2 separate regions of the Mus musculus genome follow, and region 2 is linked to region 1. A link is a contact called in public HiChIP or PLAC-seq data. All regions are on one chromosome and are shown on one strand. Each heading gives the region's core, a stretch centred on a gene start, on an enhancer-like site or on the middle of the called end of the contact. The rest is flanking DNA. Distances are from core to core; before and after follow the strand shown.

Region 1 (3,513 bases), core at 208-2,707:
ACCTATCCATTCATAAATCCTTTATAGATCTAGCTATCCTCTATGTAGTTTGTATGTATGCATGCGCATATGTATATATGTATGCCTGTATGTATGTAGCTATGTATGTGTATATATATGTATTATGCATGCACTCATCCATCTATCTCTATCTATCTATCTATCTATCTATCTATCTATCTATCTATCTATCTATCATCTATCCATCTATCCATAAATCTATTATCCATCTTGGTATCATTTCTCCATCAACCTATCACTTATATAGCTTGTATGCATGCAGGTATGCATGCAGGTATGTATGTATGTATGTATGTATGTATGTATGTATCTATCTATCTATCTATCTATCTATCTATCTATCTATCATCTATTTCTTGTTTACCTATCACCTGTGTATCTATTTATATATCATCTGCTAGTGTTGGATATTAGCTTCTTGGAGGCCAAGTCGACCATCTGGAACCCAAAGAAGACTGTGGTCTTACAGAATCCACACCATAGTTACCAAGGGGATGGTTACAGTGAGTGCAGGACAGGCTGGGGGTGGGTGGGTGGGTATGGCCATAGCATTTGAGCCCTGGATCTCAAAGGATAGCCATTATTTGTCTTCAACTCTCACTGGATGTTTGACCTTGGGCCTCAGCTTCTCCATACCTCAGATAGCTCATGTCAAGAGAGGAACTAAAGCAAAAGGGAGACAACAGCTAGAAAATGCTTTGTAAGCCCTAAGATCAAGCTGAGCTTCTTCCTGAAAGAGTCATAAGCATATGGTGACAGCCGCAAGAGGGAGTGTTGGGCATCAGGATAGGACATTAGTCAGGGATGGTGGAGGATTTCAGACTGAGGTGTGAGTGGCTAACTGTGGTGGCCTCGGGACCAGGATAAATAAAACAAGTCAGGACAGGCTGTCAGGGACAGCAGTGCTATTGAGGCTGATCCTGCTGGGGACCCAAGATTCACAGGACTGTGGTAAGAAGGGAGCCAGGCCGGGCTCCTTAGGAACACGGCGGGGAGACATGACTGCCCCATGAGAATGTAAGCTGTCACGGTGCTATCCACAGGGCCTTGCAGGAAGCTCTGGAGGCTAAGGGACTTGGAAGTCCCCATCCCGACCCAGGACCCCTATCTATACTTCCCATGTGCCCTTCACCGAGAGTGCATCTTGAAATTCTCACTTCCTCATCTCACTCCCAGCTGCGGCTTCCCCGGCTGATGGAAGAATACTGTTGCTGCCCATCCCAGCCCTGCTCTCTGGAAATTTCCTCTGGGAGGGGCTGGAGACCTCAGGCAGCTCCTCCCTGCCTCTGGCTCCCCCCATACCTCCCCTTGCCTGGGTCAGCAAGAGCCCCTCTGGGGACACTCAGCCTTTCTTGTGACTGGGGTAAATATTACCTGACACTGTTAATATTTAATGCCCCCCCACCTCTGCCCTGGCCACGGCAGACACTGTCCCCATAGTAGAGGCCACAGGAAGACCGTCGTGGAGAAGCCCCGATGGCTGGGGAAATATCAGATCTGTCAGCGAACAGTGGTGAGACTGGCAGGACTCTGCCTGGGACTGGCTCTGGTGGGCAGCTAGACCCCTTCCCTCTCCTGTTCCTTGGAGTTCCCCAGCCAGTGGCTCTCTTAGAAAATTAGCATTCAGAAGGGATCCTCAACCCCACCCCCACAGAAAAAGAGCAGAATAGCAGAAGTTGGAGCATCAGAAGTGTGTGTGTTTATGTGTGTTGTGTGTTTGTGTGTGTGTGTGTGTGTGTGTGTGTGTGTACGTGTGTGTGTACATGTGACTTTGTTCTGGGTGACAGGGTGTTGTTCTGTAGCCCAGGTTGGCCTGGAACTCATATAGCCCAGAATAACCTAAAATTCACTGCATTCTTCCTGCCTCAGCCTTCCACGCCCTGCCCAGTGTGACTTTCTCATCTTGGATGGAGAACTAAGATTTCAAAGTGGTCAGGGGCTGCCGGGGTTGGAGATGGGAGGAGCAGCCCTTTAGCTTAGCCTTCCCCAGAAGGCTTAGGGTCACAAGAAAAGCCCAGCGTTTTGAAATCCACAGACTCAGGCCTGGAGCCCAAGAGGACCCCTGCCGGTCCATAGATGTTGAGTTTTCTGACCTAGAACACTGGTGGAAGAGGGACTCATTAAATGCTTCCTGAAAGGGAAATGGGGGTGGGGTGGGGTTTGGGGTCCTGTCTTGGATCTGGCTGAGGCTGATGCTAGCTCCCCATTTGACCTTGAACATGACGGAAGTGTGGGAAGACTTTCTGCATGGATGCAGAGCCTGGGTCACTGTGGCTTCTCCTTAGATTTTGACCTTTCTGAACAACCCATACCTGAGGTTCACCAGCACTGACCCCCTCTGGCTACTGGAGGGATCTGGACTCACCAGACCCTGCGGCTGGCTGATCACTACAGGGGCACAGTTCAAAGTTGCCTGGGAATTGTTAACTTTTTCATCCCTTTAGAAAAGGCCCCGGACAAGAGGGGCTCCAGCAGGGCAGCAGAGAGTACAGCTGGCATGGAGTGGGGAATGGGGGTGGTGTGTGTGTGTGATTGTAGCTTTGCTGGCCATTGTACTACCAGCTATCCAAGGGTAAGTGCTCTGAGCTCAGGCTGGCAGAGAGCAGAATATCGGCTTCCTTCAGGGTGAAGGAGCCACAGGAGGCAGGGCCAGGGGCAGGCAGCTTGGTCTGAAAAAGTCTTCTTCCTCTATGTCACTTGAAAGGGAGCCTAGCACGTAGACTCATAGTGACGCTTTGCCTGGGTTCAAATCCCAGCTCTGCCCCTTACTCGCTGTGTGGTTGTGGGGTGACTTACTTACCCTCTCTGTGCCCCAGTCTCTTGTGGATGAGAGGGAATAACAACTGTGCCTCAGGTTGTACGAGCTGATGCTCAGACCATTTTGGCCGGGAATGCACAGAAACTAAGTGCTCCTCCTGCCCGTTAAGTATGTCCGGAGGACAGTGACACAGCAGAGTAGAAGCTAGGATGAGTCAAGCCCTGATTCTGCCTTCCATTTCCACTGTGTCCTTACGAAGACTCCAGTGGGCCCTTGATTCCTTCTCCCGTTCCTTGAACACAGAGGCTCTGCTTTCCGCCTTAATTTATTTCAGACATTGCCTTTCCCCGAGGACGTGGAATTATATCAATAGAGGCCTCTGGGGGCTTCCTGGGAGTTGGCTTTTTGGCCTGACTTCGTTATGATACAGAGCTGGGAGCTGGGGAGGACCACGCCCTCCGGAGACTGAGGTCCCTTCAGACAGGGCAGGTTTCTATTCAGATGCCCAGCGTCTGATCCCATGATGCCCATGTGATGTAACCTTTAGGGCGTCCTCACAGGTCCCCTCTTCACTGGGTCACTCTAGCCAGCCTTCTCTTCATCTCGATCCTGGGAGTTCGTTTGAGAACTCTGGAGTTCCCACTACTCTGGGGTTGTGATTTCTTGCTCATCCCACCCCTGGCTCTCTTCTCAGGTGGCAGTGCCAAGGGGACAGAGAATCCCTTCGAGTACGG
Region 2 (3,414 bases), core at 738-3,237, 110 kb after region 1:
GTTGGGTTCTAGAAAGAAAAGAGAACAGCTATGTGAGGGCCTTTTACGTTTATAGGGAAGAAGTCTAAGGAATGATAATCATATCTCTCTCTCTCTCTCTCTCCCCTCTCTTCTCTCTCCCTCTCATTTTATTGCCATCTTGTTCCTAGATGGTTACCTGCCTTCCCCACTCCCTCCCTCTGACTCTATCTCTATTTATCTCTCTCTGTCTCTGTCTCTCTCTATCTATCTATCTATCTATCTATCTATCTCTTTATCTCTCCTTCTTTTCCCTTCCTGCCTCCCCTCCCTCTCTCCCTCTTTCCCACCCATTTCCCGGTCCATCTCACCTTCTCTTTTCCACACAGATGTTAAGAGCGTGAATGGATCTGGACAGTGTTTTGTGATTTTTAGACAAGTTACCTAGTATTCTGAGTCTCAATGTCCTGGATGCAGAACAGGGATAGCATTGCTTAATGAGGAAGAAACCGGACAGTGCCAGAGCAGAGCTGGCCAGGGTGGGCCCAGTGCCTGCCCCTGCAGGATTGGGATGGCAGAGGTCAAGATTCTCACAGTGTTGTAGCTGCTCCTCTTCCCTTGCAGTGGGTCTCAGACTGACGCAACGTGCACGATTCTGGGCTGGGCACTGAGGACTTTTCCGGGTATAAGTCTCTGAATCTCAGGGTACCACAGTCCTCGGGGGCAAACAACTTACTTCTTCCACTCATCTGCCTGGTATTGTCCTGACCAGAAGGGAAACCTTGCTTCCAGGTTTTCCAGAATATCAGGAGTAGGTGAAGATTCCTATTTTGAGTTTTGATAAGTCAAGCAAATAGAGCTAAAATCCTCCTTAGTCACTTGGAAACCAAGGTTCCTGGGACCCAAAACCTAGCAACCTCAGAAGTAGTTAGTTTGTTTGGTGTTAATATTTCCCTGCTGTTTAATAAACAGTGTCTCCCAGGTCAGAATCCAAGAGTGTGGAACCAGGAGAGGGTGTCAGGTGGAGTCCAAAGCAAAGACCAGACAGAGATCTGAATAGTCGGGGGTAGGAGTGGCGAAATAACCCAAGGAAGAAAAAGAGTAATCTTTGTAGCCCCTCTTAGCCAGAACATGAGGTGGTACAGGTCACCTAGTGAAGGCTGCGATGAAAAAGCCCAGGAGTGACTCAGAGCTGGAAGCTGAGCTGTGAGCCTTCACAGGCATCGCTGCACACTGGGGCTCTTGCATTCTGTACTGCCTGACTTCCGTTCCCAGTGGCCATAGATCTGCCTCTTGCTCCAGATTCTGAGCCCTTCTCTCTGCGCCTTCAAGTTCTGAGCTACAACCGTCATGCCATTTCCAGAGAAACTGCAAGTTTGCACTGCTAATTTAAGAAACCTTCAAATTCCAACTTACAAGTAGCCAAATTAGGAGATGGTTATTTGCATTCCAGAGAGGCCTCCTGTTTTACAATAGGGGTTAGTCAAAAGCACCCTTTAACGATGGGCTTCTACACCATTCTGGGGTTGATTTAAGGGAAAACACATAAAGAATTAAGACCAGTGATAAGATGCCAACTGTTAAAATGAAAATAAAACACCTCTGGTTTTATAATGAAACCCAATGGGAAGTGCTGTCTGAGTCACAAAAACTTGACAATTACTCAAAGTCTTTAAAGCTGTATTGAACACTCATGCATGCAGCAAATCTACAACAAAAATCTACTGTGTGTCAGGAGATAGACAGAAGACAGGGGCTTCGCCTTCAAGCTTCAATGCTATGGTGTAATGAGGGGGACTGTATGCTGTAAACAAGCACACAGAACACACAGAAAATGACCCAAATCAAGGTAGAGAGGACCAGCAGCCTAAGAGGGCTTCCTAGGGTAGGAGGGGTTCCAGGTAACTTCTGAAAGAAGGGCAGCTGTTTACTAGCAGGAAAACCAAGAGAATGTTCAGCAGTGGAGGCCCACTGTGAGAGTGCTATGCTCTAAGGGAATCCAGAGACTGGTATGAGGAAGTGTGGGCTATGGGGACAGCTAGATTCACAAAAGGTCATCTAGGCACTGGGGATACAGCTCAGTCAGCAAATGCATGAGGCTTGAGTTTGGTCTCCAGAACCTATGTAAAAATGCCTGATATGGTAGCATTCACTTATAACCCTAGCACTGACAAGATGATCCCCGAGGCTCACTGACCAACAAACCTATCCCAGGGCGAGATCATCCATTCCTTGGCAGCTTAACCTACTTGGTGAGTTCCATACCAACAAGAGATATCCTGAATCCAAGAAGAGAGATGATGAAAAGAGGAAAAATAGGGGACTGTCTGAACATCTAACAGCACCACTGGCTTCTCCTGGGCAGGGCGTCAGTAGGATCCTGCTTGCATTTTAGGGACATTGGTATTGCAAGGGAGAGGAGAGTCACTTGGGGAACCAGAAAAGAAAGAAGCAAGCCAAACAGGATGTGCTTAGGGCCTAGCCAAGGTGTTGGGAGAAGGATGCGGAGCCAGGGTCTGTACAAAGTGGTTTAGTCCACGGGACTGTCCATGGGGAGCAGGACACAGAAGTTTATGATGTGGGAGTTTATGATGCTGGACAAGTGTTTGCTGTGGGCATGAATGACAGTCTGCCTGGAACACTCAGGTCACTGGGACTGAGGGTAGGAAGGCGATGACTTCTTCGAGCCAGACACCGAAGCTGCATGTAGGACCAGGTCCCTGTGGGGGATAAACGAGGAGTGGCAGAAGAGAGGGAGTAAGCAGCATGCCAAAGGGGCCGAGCTGCCTCCAAGAGACTGGTTTGAAAGTGCAGGGATTAACTTGAACGTGGGAAGAGTCAAGGGCCAGGTCCCTTCCCCACCTGGCCGCTGCTGGTTTTGTTGAAGCGGGTTGAGGAGGGTATCTTCCCATAGCTTCCCAGCATCCTCTCCGTCCTGCCTCCACATGCATCTCCACGCACCCTACCCTCACTGACAAATATTGAACTATTTCTCAGAAGTGTTAATTGGGATTTTTAATTGACCATGAGCGAGCTATCAAAGCCCATTTGTCTCTCATGATTGTTTTTTCTCCAGGGGATGTTGTTACCCAGGTTGGCATCATTCCTCAGCACCCAGGCATCTTCCGCACCATCGCCACCCCATCCCCAAGCTCTCCCCTCTCTCTTTTCAGTTTCACATCATTTAAAGAGAGAAAAGAAGGTATACCATGTTTAAGGAACGCCAGTGTCTTTTAAAGGGCCACCCCTGGCAGGAACTTTCTGATATGTGCCATTGCCAGTACATTGTACAGAAGGGCGGGCAGAAGGAACATTTGACAAGGACTCATGTCAATCATGGCTCCTCTTACATATGTCTTAGAATCCTGTTTGTTTTTTTCTTTTTTAATGAGTATTAGTGATTGACAGAGCAAAGCAGACCAGTCCATCACTAGCTGGCCTCACGTGTCCTGCACC

Evidence for each region. HiChIP or PLAC-seq counts read pairs in DNA pulled down with a chosen protein or histone mark.
Region 2: a contact with region 1 is called in an H3K27ac HiChIP or PLAC-seq map of bone marrow-derived dendritic cells, with 2.4 times the contacts expected there. The contact joins the enhancer-like site here to the promoter of Fxyd2 in region 1. A contact is called at or near these places in 25 of 484 Hi-C or Micro-C datasets (the AML12 cell line, B cells, the CH12 cell line and 21 more), 1 of 115 datasets of contacts at active chromatin or transcription factors (bone marrow-derived dendritic cells) and 2 of 9 other capture datasets (embryonic stem cells and pancreatic islet).

The regions. Positions count from the first base shown.
Region 1 is chr9:45,404,633-45,408,145 of GRCm38.p6, forward strand. Fxyd2 (FXYD domain-containing ion transport regulator 2) reads left to right here and starts at 1,458. Exons shown (of 6, transcript NM_007503.4): 1 at 1,458-1,534; 2 at 3,474-3,512. The coding sequence starts at 1,498.
Region 2 is chr9:45,518,759-45,522,172 of GRCm38.p6, forward strand. All of the region lies in intron 3 of Dscaml1 (DS cell adhesion molecule like 1), which reads left to right. Among named protein-coding and RNA genes, the nearest start is that of 4833428L15Rik, 89 kb to the left of the region's middle. Within about 2 kb of position 1,988, at least 8 of the 459 cell types and tissues checked have an H3K27ac peak or open chromatin away from gene starts, as enhancers often do. A contact at or near this core is called in bone marrow-derived dendritic cells, where this site is marked.